2 separate regions of the Sus scrofa genome follow, and region 1 is linked to region 2. The links are chromatin contacts, called in public Hi-C maps. All regions are on one chromosome and are shown on one strand. Each heading gives the region's core, a stretch centred on a gene start, on an enhancer-like site or on the middle of the called end of the contact. The rest is flanking DNA. Distances are from core to core; before and after follow the strand shown.

Evidence for each region. Hi-C and Micro-C count contacts between places; a contact is called where the count stands out from the background.
Region 1: a Hi-C map of embryonic fibroblasts shows a contact between it and region 2, with 2.4 times the contacts expected there. The contact joins the promoter of TMEM2 here to the enhancer-like site in region 2. A contact is called at or near these places in 1 of 5 promoter capture datasets (liver), 8 of 47 Hi-C or Micro-C datasets (adipocytes, embryonic fibroblasts, fibroblasts and 3 more) and 1 of 2 datasets of contacts at active chromatin or transcription factors (skeletal muscle).

What each region holds. Positions count from the first base shown.
Region 1 is chr1:225,040,326-225,045,370 of Sscrofa11.1, forward strand. It overlaps TMEM2 (transmembrane protein 2), which reads right to left and starts at 2,053. Exons shown (of 24, transcript XM_021064792.1): 1 at 1,903-2,053.
Region 2 is chr1:224,994,398-224,999,733 of Sscrofa11.1, forward strand. It overlaps TMEM2 (transmembrane protein 2), which reads right to left. Exons shown (of 24, transcript XM_021064792.1): 12 at 3,400-3,488. Among named protein-coding and RNA genes, the nearest start is that of TMEM2, 45 kb to the right of the region's middle. Within about 2 kb of position 2,969, at least 2 of the 83 cell types and tissues checked have an H3K27ac peak or open chromatin away from gene starts, as enhancers often do. A contact at or near this core is called in embryonic fibroblasts, where this site is marked.

The DNA.
Region 1 (5,045 bases), core at 803-3,302, 45 kb after region 2:
AACTGCAGCACTTAAGGGTCCTCACAGAGCGGGACCCCCTTTCTTTGCCAAGACCTCTCAACTCTGCAGAGGAAAGCTGGAAGTGGGGGATACAGTGCTAAGTCCTTCCCCAGCTTCAAAGAAAGGTGCATGGGATTTTAACGAGTCGCCTTACCTTAACTAACAGAAATTGGAGGGGGGAGGGACAGCAGGGGGAGCACCAACCCAGGGGAATAGAGACAAAGATCACCCCAAAGGCATAGGCGCGCGCGCACTGAGGCCAAAACTATGCAATGCACATTCCACCAACTTTTCACTGTAGTTGGCTTCCTGTGGGGTTTATTCCCCCAAGCTAACCCTCTCCAGAAAGTTTAAGGCTGTTCACACCGACTTTCAAAGGTCCATTGTTTCCATCCCCGTAAAAGTAATGAAAAGAGAGAGGGAGAGAAAGAAATCAAGACTTGGTTCCCAGAGACCCTTTCTTATGGAGAGGACTTACTCCGGAGGAGTTTTGTTACTCCTAATCCAAAGAGGGGAAGGCGACCCGCGGGGGGAGCGCAGGAGGGTGCTGTGTGGGGCAGGAGGAAGTTTGCCGTTTCTGTAGGAATGCCCAAATGCCTGACTGCCAGGAGCCGGAAAGCCGGGAAGGTGCGGAGGACCACGGTGCGCGTCCTCGCAGTGGCCCCCAGCGGCTGCCAGGGAAGCGGGGGGCGGGGAGTGGGGTTAGCCAGTGACCCCATTGCTTCTTACCTTCCCCTCCCCCGCTTAGCGTCGGCTAATTCAGGTGCCTACACAGCAGTCCAAAGCGACGGAGCTGAGCTCCTGGCGTCCCCAAGTCCGGATCTTCTCTCCATGGCCAGAGAGCCCTTCCAGCACCGTCGCCCGCCGCCGCCGCCGCGGATGCCGCTGCTGCTTTTACGCAACTGGCAGCCGCAGTCTCTGCCTGGAGGTGAAACCCTCTCCTCCCGGGAATGACGCGCACTTCCCTCTGCCTCCGCCTCCTCCTCCTTCAGCCCGGAGCCGCGGGGGTAAGGGCCTCGGCTCGGGCTCTTCCCCGAGCAGCTGCTGTTTCTCCTTTCCGTCCCCTCGGGAAGGAAGAGGAGGAGAATCGTGGCCCGAGCAGCAGGGCCAGAGCGTCCCCGCGACAATGGGGAAGGGGCGGCAGCACGGGTCAGAACTGGGTCCCCGGGAGTCGCGCTTGTCTCTGGTCGGCGGGCGCCGCGGCTCGCTAGGGTCGCGCTCAGCCTCCGCCAGCCAGACAAGCGGCCCGGCTCGGCAGGGCCGAAGGCTGGGGATTGGCCGGGCGGGCGGGGGAGACGAAGAAGGCGGAGGGAGAGGAGGAGACTGCGGCCGGAGGAGGCGGTGGCCGCGCAAGGCTCCTCCCGCTGCTAGAGCTCTGCGCCAGAAGCAGACACTAGGGCTCAGCGCCTCTCGCTGTGGCGCCCAGGAACAGCACCAGACCGCACAGCTGCCAAAGCAAGCCCCCCAACGAACGAGCCTCGCAGTGACTGCAGCTGCTAGAGGTATCCCGCAGCGCGTACCCGGCCTGACGGAACGTGAGCCTGCGCTTCCATTACCTCCGGAGTTCAGGCGGATCCTTCGCACCCATCACCTCCCAGCTGAGCCCTGAACCTCAGCTTCTCAGCTGAGCTTGACTGTACACCTCCATCACCTCCCGGCTGAGCGTGACACTGCACCCCAACACTCACAGCTGACCCTGACATTTCGCCGCCCATCATTCTAAGGCTGAGGTAGGCATTACAACCCCATCACCTCCCGGCTGAGCCCACATCTGAAGGCTGAACTGGACATGCCCCTTCATCGCTCCTGGCTGAGCCAAGCTCCCCACCAGCATCCCCAAAGGGACTTCCACAACTCGTGAAAAATTTCTGAGTTCGGCCACTGCATCACGGCTGCCCCCACCTGGCCAGTCACAGGCGCTAGTTTCTTGGCCTCTTCTGCACTTAGCTTGCTCTCGGACTCGGGACCGCAACGTAGAGCGGTCCCGGCATCCCACTCTCACACCAGAATAAATATGCCTACGTCTCCCCACGCCCCCTACCGCGCCACTCTGGAGTGGCTGCCACTTGAAGGAGTGGCGCTGAAAGCCACTCCCTGGCCCGCCCCAACACCGAGGGACCTAAGGATGCCTGAGCCGCCGGGGCTACAATCTTGGAATTAAACAGCCCGGGCCGCCGTCACAACTGGAGTTGCACTCACCCAGGCAAGTCTTGATTCCCGCTGAGGGCGCGGCCGGGACTTGATCAGTCAGACCCATGAGGTTCCAGGCTAGTGACAGCAGCAGGACTGCCAAATCCAGGCTGTCGTCATCTACCACTTAATTCGGAATTGAAAGTTTTCCCGCTAGGGAACTCTTTCAGTGAATACTGTGCAGATTCTCCATCCTTTTAATAAAAACTCAGTCATGTAACCATGGTACACCCAGCAGGCGGGAAGGGGAATTCCCTATTTCGAGGGTTTGGGTTCTGGATTTTATTCTAATATATGTTTCTAAATCTCTGCTGATAAAATTCCCCTGGAGCACTTCGAAAATTTTGGATTCACACACCTCCACCACGTACTGGATTAAGAGGTGCGGGGAATATGAAAGTTTGAGAAATAATGCTAGAGTGCATCTTGGAATTAAATAAAACCTTGAGGGGAAAATGCCTCTAAAATAGCAATTCGGTCTAGTGCTGAGACCTTAATGAAACCACCCAACTCTGGGAGTCACTGTCCCTTCTGGGAGAGGAAGGAAGTTTCTTAAAATAAACCCGATGGTTTTGAATTATAAACTGGGGAGAACAAAGGACTACTTAGTAGTCTTAAGGCGAAATGTCCAGGATCATGCCTTGTAAAGATAGGGCAGGAACTGTGCCATCCTATGTGGTAGGCTAAAAATTAGCCCCCCAAAGATGCCATAGCCTAAGCACTAGAACCTAGAAATGTCCCCTTATACAGAAAAAGGATCTTTGCAGATTAAAGATTTGAGTTGAGATTACCCCGGGTCCTCAGAGTGGCCCTAGCTGTAGTCTCGTGTATCCTAATAAGGAAGGCAGGGAGGAAAAGGCAATGTGACCATGAAGGCAGGGATTGGAGTGATGTAGTCCCAAATCAAGGAATGCCAGAAGCCACCAGAAGCTGGAAGAGGCAAAGAAGGATTTTTGCCCTAGAGCTTCCACAGGGAGAGAGTCCTGCTTACACCTTGATTTCAGACTTCTGGCTTCCAGGAGCCTGAGAGAGTAAATTTATGTTGTCTTAAGTCACCAAGTTTGGGGTAATGTGTTACAGCAGCCACAGGAAACAAATATATCCTGTGGTTTGTGCGGTGCCAACTTTATGTTAAAATGCCCATTTTCTGAATCTTTATTATGTGTCAGGCACTTTGCTTAGAGTTGAGACATTTCATATAACCCTTCCAAAAATTACTATTCCAATTTTAGAGATGAGGACACTGGGACTGAGGAAGTTTAAGGAGCCTGTCAAGTTCACACAGGAGCCTGTTGGAATTAAGTCTGCCAACAATTCAAACATCAAAAAGAACAATTAAAATTTCACATAAACTATTTTAATGAAAGTTTTGGTTTTAAAGAGGACTTCCTTCCATAACCCATATCTATTGCCAAAACCAAAGAAAATGGAAATTGATAGTAGGGAAGGCTTCACATGTAAGGGGAGGGCAGGGAATGTAGGGGAACTCTCTGTACCTTCTGCTTTTTGTTTGCGAAACTAATACTGCTCTAAACAAAGTCTATTAACAGAAAAGGGGTGGGGAGGGAGATTGAATCTTTGTGTTACCTGCCTTTGAGAATTGTATAAACTTTTGTTCTTAGATATTTATCTAGAACATGAAGAATCAAAGATCCTTTAAAAAAAAAAAAAGAGGCAGATGGTTTTTGGAAACTAACGTGAAAGGAAGTGACAAAGGAGAAAAAACAAAGTGAGAGGTCACCAAATGGAACTGAGGTTGTCACTGATTGGGTTCCCAGGGAAGCAGGCTCTGAGACAGAGTGCAGAGATGGTCATTAAGAAACGCCTGTGGAGGGAGGTACAGGAAGCAGGATGGAACATAGGGAGAAATTGAACTTCAGTGTAAACCCAACAACAGCCTCGGCTGACTTCCCCTAGAGGCTCTGCAGCTAGCATGACCCATGAGAGGTATTGGGCCTACACATCTGGGACTTTATATAGCCTTCTGAATCAGTCATTGGACATGGTACATCCTGGGAAGTGGCACGATCTTGGGAAGATGACTCAGCTGCTAAAGCAATCCCTGAGAGGGTCAGCTGTCAACAGCATTCAGAGCTGGGCAGCATATCTTCCCTTGAAGGCAGATCTGTCTGGTGAACTCCATATCACCCGCTTACACGGGATGTGACAACTTCACCATTGTGCTGTCCTATCCATAGAAAGAGGGAAAGCCCCAGGATAAACAGGATGCTCATATGATGTTTATTGATTCCTGGTGGTAGCAGTGCTCATGATCTTTTTTTTTTTTTTTTTTGTCTTTTTGCCATTTCTTGGGCCGCTCCCGTGGCATATGGAGGGTCCCAGGCTAGGGGTAAATCGGAGCTGTAGATGCCAGCCTACAGCCAGAGCCACAGTAATGCAGGATCTGAGCCACGTCTGCAACCTACACCGCAGCTCACGGCAACACTGATCCCTAACCCACAGAGCAAGGCCAGGGATCGAACCCACAACCTCATGGTTCCTAGTCGGATTCATTAACCACTAAGCCACAACGGGAACGCCAGTGCTCACAATCTTGAGGCAGGACAGCACACTGATTAAGACTTGAAGCCCTTTGGTCAGACTGCCTGGATTAGAAGCAAGGCGCATAGCTCACTTGCTATATAACTTTAAACAAGATGCCTCTATGCCTCAGTTTCTTCATTTAAAAATAGGAATAACAGGAGTTCTCTTGTGGTGCAGTGGGTTGAGGATCTGGCGTTGCCACTGCAGCAACTTGGCTCACTTCTGTGGTGTGGGTTTGATCCCTGGCCTGGGAACTTCCACATGCCATGGACACAGCAAATAAATAAATAATTAATTAATTAAAAATAAGA
Region 2 (5,336 bases), core at 1,719-4,218:
TTAAAAAATTAATTTTAGCAGTTCCCATTGTGGCTCGATGGTTAGCGAATCTGACTAGGAACCATGAGGTTGCAGGTTCGATTCCTGGCCTCAATCAGTGGGTTAAGGATTCGGCGCTGCTGTGAGCTATGGTGTAGGTCCCAGACATGGCTCATGGCTCTGATCCTGCATTGCTGTGGCTCTGGCGTAGGCCAGCGGCTACAGCTCTGATTAGACCCCTAGCTTGGAAACCTCCATATGCCACGAGTGTGGCCCTAAAAAGACAAAAAGATAAAAAAAAAAAAAATTTATTTCAAATTTTTAAAAATCTTAAAAAAATGACCATAAAGGAGGTAGAAGGTAACCTGGAAAGGTGATGGATAAGTCTATGACCCTGATGGTTTCTTGGGTGTGTACTTATCTTCAAACTCATCAAGTTCTACACATTATATATGCACAGTTTTTTACATGTCAGTCATACCTCAATAAAGTAGGTGGGTAAATAAATGTGATAGAAAGTCATCAGAATGATAGAATCAGGGCAATAACATAACCGGATTTTACTTTTAACTGGTCACTGGCTGCTGCTGCTTGGTGAAAGGATTATAGAGAACCAGACTGTAGAGAGACTAAACTAAAAAGTATTATATCCACCCTGAGAATGTATATATGACCCCTTACACGAAATGGCTCTGACCTAAAGGGTAAAAAGTCTGACTCTGAGCCATCACCCACCCTTTTGGCATTATAGTTGCTGCCAAAGAGCTTTGCAGTCATTATATAATATCAAGCAGATGGAAGAGTTCTGGAAAGGGAACTACATAATGTTCTAAAAGAAAGCCAAAAAAAAAAGAAAAAAAGGTACAATAAAACAACATCTGAATTTCTACTGAAGTCATCTCATTTTTGCTGAAATTCCTATCTGTATAAATCAATCACTGACCACTTGCTTGGATACCCTTTATTTTCATCCTCTTTCCCATTTGGTATGTAGAAAATGTAGCTGATTTTTCCTAATTTTCCATCACCTTCCTTTATGAGCTTTCAGCACATTTCCCAACTCTCCCTTAATTATTCTCTGCTTTACAGTATAGGCTTTAAATTTTCTAGTGGGTTCTCATGCTCTTTTACTATTTCATTTCATTTCATTTATTTTGCTTTTTAAAGCCACACATGCAGCATATGGAAGTTCCCAGGCTAGAGGTCAAATCAGAGCTACAGCTGCTGGCCTATGCCACAGCCCCAGCAATGCTGGATCCAAACCGCATCTATGACCAACACCATAGCTCAAGCAACACCGGATCCTTAACCCACTGAGCCAAGCCAGGGATCAAACCTACATCCTCATGGATATTACTCAGGTTCGTTACCACTGAGCTATGACAGGAACTCCTATTATACTATTTTACACGAAATTTCCCAATCTGAAACTGAGAGCTTTCTGGACTTAAAATATCCCATCTTTGGATTCCTGTGATTTCACAACTTGAAGACACAAGGAATGGCTCAACTGATTAACTACTGAGTCAACTTCTCTGATGGACAGACTAAATATCTTCTGGATCCCATGAGCCTGATGTCTAATTCACAGGCTGGCTTATTACTCATTTGTGTTTGAGTTTTATCACTTTTACTCATGTCTGGACTGAATGAATGCATGTGGGCATACTCTATACATCAGTTTATACAAAATTAAATGCATATACTAGCTGCCAAGTGCCTTGTTACTCGTCTTCTACAATCAGTTCAATAACAACTTCCAAATGGAGTTGAATTCCTCACCAACATGTATGCATTTATAAACTAGTAAGAAAAGTAATGGAGAGCAGAGGAAAGATTACCATTATCACAATATATACACACGTGGTAAAGAACTTCTTAGGCCATTGTTTTATTGTTAAGTATAATTAAACTACCAATAGATTCTGAAATATATTTTCTCATCCATCCATACATACACACAGTTATAATTTTTCTTTTTGTCTTTTTTTTTTTTTTTTGCCTTTTTTAAGGCCACTCCCTCAGCATATGGAGGTTCCCAGGCTAGGGGTCTAATCGGAGCTATAGATGCCAGCCTATGCCAGAGCCACAGCAACTCGGGAATCTAAGCCAGTCTGCGACCTACACCACACCTCACAGCAACACTGGATCCTCAACCCACTGAGCAAGGCCAGGGACCGAACACGCAACCTCATGGTTCCTAGTCGGATTTGTTAACCATTGCACCACGATGCGAACTCCCTCAGTTATAAATTTTTAAGGCAGTTAAGAGTCAATTGGGCTGTTTAAGGACTTCTTTTTTCTGTTAATACTAACTTAGCAAAGTATATATTATTAGTTCTATCAGTTACAGTAAATTCTTAAAAAGCAGCAGCAATCTTCTAACAAAGATTTATTTGCTTTGTCAATTAACATTCTCTTCTTAGTTCATAATTTCTCCACTTCTCAAAAGGTATCTGATCATTGCTTTACAATATTTCAGGCTCCACCTGATCTTTAATGAGTAATTTTACTAACTTATATTCCCAGTTTTCTCCTGACCTCATGTCTTTTTACTGTGTCACAAGGATCCCACTTCACTGACCTACAGTGCGGCTCCTATTTCATTCCCCTGTGAACATTATAATGCCTGGTATCCTTTTCTTAAATGACTGTCAACAGAGCCTATTAAATCTAGCACCCTTCCAAATCCTTAAGTTGGTCAATCAACTTGAAGTATAAAGAAATAACAGGTACGGAGTTTCTACTGAATGTGACCTTAAGTTTCCATCTTTTCCAGAGAACTGTGTTTCCATTGGAGACATTTAATTTATTTTGGCTCATATACAGCATATTAAAAAAAAAAAAAAAAAAAAAAAAAAAAAACCTTTGTTGAAATGCTGATCCATATCCCAAACGCATTTTGTGGTTACGAAGGAAAGTAACACAGAGCCCAACTATGATAGGAATCTGAGACTATGAACAACTGAACCAGAACTAGCTTGATCATCAAGTTTGAGACATTCCTCTTTGAAATAGATTTAATACAATGTTCCACTTTGACCACTAACAATAAATTACATATCCTTTGGTTTTCAGAGATTATATTAAAACATCTTAGCTTGTTTTTCAATGAATCATATTCTACTTTAGGCCAAATTTGGATCCTTTCTCAACATATCTCTATTCTTTTTCCTTAAGTCTCTTTCTAACATCGATTTAACTGTCAAAAAGGAGAAAAGCATCCATTTCTTTGGCATCTCAATAAGACATCCACAGGATCTAGAATAGCAAAATAAATGTTTTCCTATAACCCTCCTACAAACTTGGAAAACTTCTGTTTAAATGTGTTAGTGGGAAAAAAGTGTACAATGGCTTAACTCAGAAAGCTTCAGTTTGGCAAGATATGGCTTGAGTGTGATTTAAAAGGACTGGTTCTACCTTGCACTGTTATCCAAACAGAGGTATTCCCTTGGGTCAGCAGCACTAGCATTGGTTGTTTTGACACCTTTGTCAATAAATAAGCCAGCCTGAAAAATATAATAATGGACTGAAATGAGTATGAATCCCAAGTTATACTACATATATAATGATTCATGGAAATTAAGTGTTAGCATATCACATGCACCAAAAAAGGAGGGAGAAGGAATAAACAGCAAAGCAAAGGTATTACCAAAGCAGCTACTTTACTGTATGTTTTTATGTTTTACTCATTCTTTCATTTAGCAAACATTTATTTAATGCCCACCAAGCATTATACATCAAGCAGAAAACCATGGTCTTTGCTGTTATGACACATAAACCACAAGGAAGATACACAATTAAATAGACAAGTACAATCCAATATGATAAGCATATAAGAAAGAAAGACGATGTTTTGGCAGCACCTAAGCAAGGCACCAAGATGAAACCTTTTGTGAGAGTGGAAGAGAAAGAATTCAGGAAATAGCTCCTAAAAGAAGTCCTAAAGCTGAAACTAGAAGAATGGGAAGGAATTAATGACGCAAAGAAACAGGTCAGGGATGAAATGCAAAAGGGTGGGTGCAAAGCAGCTGAAGAACCCAGAAGAAAGTACTCAAGGGAAACATCTGTAAACAAGCCTGGAGATGACAGAAAGCATGGTATACCTGAGAGAAAAAAGCTTAGATGGACTAACATGAAATGTATGGGGGGAGAAAAGGTAAAGAAAGAACACTAAAGAGAAGTAAATGCAAGAAGATACAGAATTAAAACACTAAACAGACAAGATAATGGGACTTTTAATAAAGGCAATGTAATCAACTGCATGTTAAGAAAGAATACTGTAGCTACAAGATGAATAATGGATTGGAAAGGGACAAAAAGGGAAATAAGAGAAAAAATAAGAATTACTGCAGTAATTCAGTGAAGAAATAAAGATGATCCAGACTTGTGGCAATAATAACAGGAAAAAGACAGTGAGAAGTCTTTACAGGTAGGATCAATACCATTTACTTATTAATAAAATATCTAAGGGTGAGGAGAGGGAGCAATAAAGGTTCATAAATTTCTAGTTTGGGCAATGAAGTGGCTAGTGGTTTCAGCCACTGAAACAGAGATATAGAAATGAGTCTAGGGATAAAAATAAGGACTTTCATGTTGAACACATTTCATTTAGTCTCTCTGAGACATCCAAATGGTACTCAGCAGGAAGTCAGAGGTTTCGTTCTGAATAGTCAAACTTAAATTAAAACCTAATTATCTATCATTATTTAGGTCTAATTTTTTTAAATTAATAGAGCAGATTGCTACATGTCCTCATGGTGTATGACATTTAAAAATTAATTAGAATAAGGTGTTTGGGGTGATACCACTTAAAATTAGAAAATTTTAAGGATTTCCACTTGAAGTGCTGCTTTCAATCATTATTAGCCTTAATCAACTATTTGGCTCATAAAAACCATAATTCTGTGCAAAATTTTTTCCTCTTTAAAGTTTTCATCAGGAGTTCCCATCGTGGCTCAGTGGTTAATGAATCCGACTAGGAACCACGAGGTTTCGGGTTCAATCCCTGGCCTTGCTCAGTGGGTTAAGGATTTGGTGTTGCCATGAGCTGTGGCGAAGGCCAGCAACTTCAGCTCTGATTAGACCCCTAGCCTGGGAACATCTATATGCCACAGGGGCGGCCCTAGAAAAGATAAAAAAAAAATAATAATGGTAAAGTCTTCATAAAATGATTCTAAGCTCTTCAAATCATACCACACTTAGGTTAAGTGTGAATATCATAAACAGAAAGTATTCATTGAACTTTGACATAGAGCACATCAGAGTAAAGAATCTGGGCACTGTATCATATAATGAAAATATCAAGATGCCTTGATGGGAGCTCCTTCTGTGACACGACAGGATCAGCAGTTTCA